Linked DNA regions of Mus musculus: region 1 is linked to region 2. A link is a contact called in public Micro-C data. All regions are on one chromosome and are shown on one strand. Each heading gives the region's core, a stretch centred on a gene start, on an enhancer-like site or on the middle of the called end of the contact. The rest is flanking DNA. Distances are from core to core; before and after follow the strand shown. Region 1 overlaps Cmip (c-Maf inducing protein). Region 2 holds the start of Pkd1l2 (polycystic kidney disease 1 like 2).

What was found. Hi-C and Micro-C count contacts between places; a contact is called where the count stands out from the background.
Region 1: a Micro-C map of the G1E-ER4 cell line shows a contact between it and region 2, with 2.0 times the contacts expected there. The contact joins the enhancer-like site here to the promoter of Pkd1l2 in region 2. A contact is called at or near these places in 4 of 39 promoter capture datasets (the 3T3-L1 cell line, the HPC-7 cell line and hippocampal neurons), 2 of 484 Hi-C or Micro-C datasets (both in the G1E-ER4 cell line) and 3 of 115 datasets of contacts at active chromatin or transcription factors (bone marrow-derived macrophages, effector CD8 T cells and pancreatic cancer cells).

Annotation. Positions count from the first base shown.
Region 1 is chr8:117,334,299-117,337,062 of GRCm38.p6, forward strand. All of the region lies in intron 1 of Cmip (c-Maf inducing protein), which reads left to right. Among named protein-coding and RNA genes, the nearest start is that of Gm51554, 21 kb to the left of the region's middle. Within about 2 kb of position 1,348, at least 119 of the 459 cell types and tissues checked have an H3K27ac peak or open chromatin away from gene starts, as enhancers often do. A contact at or near this core is called in the G1E-ER4 cell line and pancreatic cancer cells, where this site is marked.
Region 2 is chr8:117,081,061-117,083,926 of GRCm38.p6, forward strand. It overlaps Pkd1l2 (polycystic kidney disease 1 like 2), which reads right to left and starts at 1,389. Exons shown (of 43, transcript NM_029686.4): 1 at 1,095-1,389; 2 at 264-428. The coding sequence starts at 1,389.

The DNA.
Region 1 (2,764 bases), core at 98-2,597, 250 kb after region 2:
ACCTTTGGACTTGGGTAGAAAGCCATGCTCACGTGTGTGCTTATGTCAACATAAGGCTTTTACACACACACACACACACACACACACACACACACACACACACAGCTGTCTCCTAGAATACTGGTCATCACTGATTTGAAAATATTTCCTGAATGACCTCTTCTGCCAGGCCAATAAATTGAACCAGTAGATGGCTAGCTTGTTTGTAACCCTTTAGGTCTCTTTAAGTCCTGCTAATAGCTGTGAGCCTCCCCAGGGACTGGGGCCAGCTGCCCTCCACTCTGTCCCGCAAGGTACAGAGAGGCTCTGTGGAGCTAGGGAGGGGAAACCAGCGGAGAAAGCCCACTGCTGAGCCATGTGCCAGTGGGGGGCTTCCAGCCAGGTGTCTTGGGGACAGGGGCTGGCAACCATCCTCCAGACAGGATGAAGGCATCCCACAGGGGCACTGCGGATGAGTATAGGGTATGTCTGCCCGTACCCTTTCTCACCCTGCCTAGCCAGTCTTTCAATGATTAACTGTGAGACCTTGGCACCATGTGTCGCCTACCAGTGACAAGCAGAACTCACCTCTCTTGCTTGCAGTAATGATTCCAAACACACTGCCCTCCCCTCATCGCCCCCCTTCCCCGGCCGTAAGGCCTCTCTGTCTCTTCTGAGCCTCCTTTGCTCTCTTCTTAGACCTTTATGTCCCAACCATCTGAGAGGTTGGCCCTCCCCGCCTCTTCCATTTATTTCTTGTTTCCTGCCTTAGCACTTATCGGAAGTGAACAGGCCTGGTGTTTTTATTTTGTCCCTGTCTCCTCCCACTAGGAAAGCTGGGGTTTTTTTGCTTGTCATCCGTGTCCTCCCCACCCCCCACCCCAGATGACACACATTAGGTGCTCATTGAATAGCTGCACTGTGAACAACTGAATCCCCAGAGCTCTGCGGGCTGGGCTTGTTGAAGTCTGCCTGCTGAGTACAGGCGGCCACCGAGTGCCTGACTGTTCTTACTGATGTCACCCTACAGTTTCTGTGTGGAGGCTCCAGAGCACACAGAGTGGGGCATGTCTGTGCAAGACAGCGAGGAGGGCGCTAGCCTGAAGGAGGCGGAGGGCAGAGGTCTTCCCATCCCCGTCTCTGTCTGTCACTGGGAGACTGGGACACGGGGTGGGCTGGGGTGGCATCTTTTCATCTTGCCTCCTGCTCCCCCACCCCAACTCCCGACAAAGTAGGAGAGGTACCCCGTGGCTGCTAGCCTCCACTGTCCCCTTTGTGGATAAGAAGGGGCGTTTCTCTAGTCTGCGGCCACATGTCTGAGTCTGGCTTCCTGCACCTGGGCACGTCCCAGGCAGTCTGTGGCCAGGCTGTGTCTCCTGGCCAGGCCTTTCAGGAATGTACCCTTGCCAGGCTGGCTGTGAGAATAAGGCTGTGCCTGCTTGGTCATTCTGACGAGTGTGGGACGGTCCTTGGTGTTCTCACCAGAAGTGCAGAATCTCTGCAATTCTTTGTTGTTGTTTTTTGAATTGTATGGGTGTCTTTGTTGAAAAGCACTTGGCTAGGCTGTCTTTTTAAGTAGAGAACCCGTTGGTGTGTGCGTACATCTCTACTTTTATTCCATTTTTAGACAGGGTCTCTCATTGAACCTAGAGCTCACCAGTTTGGCCGGCTGCTCAGCAAGCCCCAAGACTCTTATTTACTACTTCTGTCACCAGGATGCAGTCATGTACTGCCCTGCCCAGCTTTTTTGTGGTTGCTGGGGATTTGAACCTGTGTCCTCATGCTTTGTTGGTAGACATTTTATTAACTGAGCCACCTGCCCTGCTGATCCCTTTCAGCTCTTCTTCCTATCAAGCAATGTCTGTCTGTCTGTCTCTCTCTCTCTCTCTTTCTAAGCTTCTTGATTTTTGTTTAAAAATATTTATATGTAGAGAAGTTTTACATTTTTTCCCAGTTGTCAGAGGCTTGTGTGTCTTAATTAGTTAATTAGTGGCTTAGAAAATTGTTCTAATTAGAAATGGTTTGAGTATATATGTGTGCCGCCTGAGTGTACGTCCACGTACCATGTACATTCGGTGCTTGCAGAGACCAGAAGAGGGCATCAGACTTCTGGGAACTGGAGTTGAAGATGGTTGTGAGCTGCTGTGTAGGTGCTGGGTCCTTAACCCGGAACCTTTTGCAAGAGCCAATCTCTCTAGCTCCAACTCCTCCAAGTTTTAAGGTCAAGCAAGCATTACTTGTTCTTAAAAAGGGGGATTTGGCCGATGTTAATCTAGAGCTGTTTTGCTGTAAGGAGCGAGGCACCCCCCCAGTTAACTTGAGTCACTCCTATTTTCTGTTTCTCTGCAGCTTTGGGCCATCGCTACTCTCTGTCCTCTACAGTTCTTCCAGGACTCCCGGGGACTGTTATTGCCCAGGACTCACTGGCCTTGCTTTGACACTGTGCTATTTTGCTTATTCCGCATTCACAGTATTTTTTAGTTGAATTCTTTCATATGAAACATGAAGGAATAGAGGGGTCAAGTCACTTGCCTGAGGTCACACAGCTAGATGGAGTGGCTCTCCCTGTTACCTGTTGTGCCTCTCCCTGTTGGCTGTGTGTCCTGGCCAACCTAGCCAGTCCCTGGGTTACTTCTTGGTGTTTCTTATTCCTTATGGAATGCTATTTCTATTTTAAAAAGAAATACTTGGCTGGGCAGTGGTGGCGCATGCCTGTAATCCCAGCACTTGGGAGGCAGAGGCTCTGAGTTTGAGGCCAGCCTGGTCTACAGAGTGAGTTCCAGGA
Region 2 (2,866 bases), core at 139-2,638:
AAGATGAGGGTCCCAGAGAGAAGAGAGGAGAAGAGAAGGGAAGGATGAGACCCACCAAGAGACAGGGAGATACAGTTAGGGGAGAAAGAAAGAGCACAGGAAACCTGTAGAGATGGAGGGGATCCATAAAGAGAGATGGTTAGAGAGATGAAGACTGAGTGGGAAGAGGCAGACAGGCAGGAAGGGGAACAGGAAGGAAGGAAAGAAGATAGGCAGGGGGAGATAGAGGGGGCAGGGAGGAAGCCCCCACAGGACCAGCTCACCAAACTCGCAGACGAAGGCAAAGGTCTGTGTGCAATCCTCTAGGGCAGCCCACTGAGATGAAGGACCACTCCCGATGTAGCCGCAGCTCCCTGGGGCAGGTGTGGCCTGTCCTTCCTGCCAGTTGCTGTAGTTGACATTTGAGGTGTCCAGCCAGGTCCCAGAGCCTGAATGGAAGCAAGGGCAGCAGGGCTTGGCAGGGGTCCTCTCTTACCCTGCCTTACACAGAGTGTTTGACTGAACTCAGCTCCTCCTACGCCATAGGTGCTCAATCGATGGCTCTCTTTCCCCACACCAGAGAATGGGTGTGTCCTCACCATTAGTTTCATATGCTCAGACATAAACTGGACACCGTCTTGGAGCACCCATAAAAGGTGGTGCTACCTAGCCAGGAGTGACAGAAAGTAGAGCCCAGAGCATTCCATGATGCCCATGGGTAGATGACGCAGGGCATCTGCTCAAGCCATGTCTAGGCATGCGTGGAGTTCATTCTGAAGTGACTTGCATTGCTCCAGAAGTTTCTAGAGCCTGAGAAGGTGGTTGGAAGTGTTCAGGTGTGAGACTCGGCAACCTCCCGGGGAAGGTTTGCCCTCAGAATGTACGTACAGAGGCACTGCACCACAGAGAACATGAACTCCAGAACTAGAGAAATATAAGTGTGTTTTTAGACCACCCCCTCTGCTTGTTACTATACATGAATTATTTTAGCCAGTGCACCAAACAACTAATGGTCTCTTTGCCATGAAAATTAGAACATGTTAATTTGCCCCCTGGGGTTCTGAGTAAGAAGTAGTGATAAGAATTTTTATCAGACCCAGCTAAGCAGCACCTACCTCCCACAGTGCCATTGTGCCCCGAGCCTCCCGTGAGTCCGATCCACCATTCTCTGTCCTGGGTAATGTGCCTTTGCAGGAACTGCTGGGTGTCTTCATCGGGAATGAAGGCCAGATGGCCTCCGTGCCCTTCACACCAGCCCTGGGCGCCGGGGAAGGTGTGTTCCAGCGGCACAAACTCATAGCAAGCATCTCTGAAGAACACCTGGCTCCTTGAGCAGAGGCTGCCCCCTTCTGACTTAGCCACAGTGGCTCCACTGCTCAGTGCGAGCCCCAGGAACACCAAGCCTGCCATGGTCATCCTAGGACCACTGCCGGGGCTGCAGGGTGGAGATCGGCCCCCACTCCTTTATATGTTGCCATTCCCACAACCACCCACCATCCATCTTCCTTTCCAATTTTGCACCAAATAATAACTCTTGTTTATGGGACAAAATACACGGGGTGAATGTGTCTGTGTTTTGGTTTCACCCGGCAATTGTTCAAAGCCTGTCTGAAAAGCAATTCATGTTCAGATTTCTTGTAGAGGAAGATAAGGTTGCTATGATGCCTGTCTGACAGATTCTTTACTGTTCTTTTTTTCTTTTTGGGGGGAGCCATTACCTGAACGCCCAGTGTTTCTTCATGCGGGAGGTATGTGATACAACTCGCATAGAAGGTTAGTTATAGGATGGCACACATTCAGAGTGGTACCCTTATGCAGTCCTATTGTGTGGAAGGACATCTGCCCCCAGGTGATAACCGTCTTCCCGTCTCGTGGGACAGGCAGGTCCCCTTCCGACACATCATGTCATCATTTATGCTGACCGGAGGATAAAACATCCCTACAAGATTTATTTCATGTCATCAAATAACTTTTATAAACTATCCATCCTCAGCCATCACCCAGGCCGTCTGGAGTGTGGCCAGGATCTGTGGTAAAACGAAAAGCTCTTATCTTTGTACACAAGACTCTGTCTAGTCTGGCCCCGGACAAGATGTCAGTCCTTCCGGCCCACTTCTCCTCCTTCAGGGCTTAACTCAAAACTACTTCTTGAGACTGGGGAGATGACTCAGGGTAAAACACAAGCCACACAAGCCTGAGTTTGGTCCCCAGAACCCGGTAATAGTCCAGATGTGGTAGTGTGCGGATATAATCCCAGCACAGCAAGATTCTAGTAAGACATAACAAACAATCCTAAGGCAAGGTGGGAGGAAGGGACAAGCGTTCTGCAGGCTCTCTGCTGCCTCAGCTTCCTGCCGTAAAAAGATGTCATTACACCTCTACCTGTGTGTGTGTGAGTGTGTGTGTGTGTGTATGTCCCTGTGTGTCTGTGTTGTGTGTCTGTGTGTCTGTATCTCTGTGTGTGTCTGTGTGTATGTTTGTCTGTGTGTGTGTGTCTGTATGTATGTGTCTGTGTGTATGTCTGTGTCTCTGTGTGTGTCTGTGTCTGTATGTGTCTGTGTGTATGTCTGTGTGTGTGTGTCTGTATGTGTCTGTGTGTGTGTCTGTGTCTATGTGTGTGTGTGTGTGTGTGTGTCTGTGTCTCTGTGTATGTCTGTGTCTGTATATATCTGTGTTTGTGTGTGTATATGTGTGTGTCTGTGTCTATGTGTGTGTCTGTGTGCGTGTGTATCTGTGTCTATGTGTGTGTCTCTATATGTCTGTGTCTATGTGTGTGTCTCTGTATGTCTGTGTCTATGTGTGTGTGTGTGTGTGTGTGTGGCTCTGTGTATGTCTGTGTGTCTGTGTCTATGCATGTCTCGATGTGTGTCTGTGTGTGTGTGTCTGT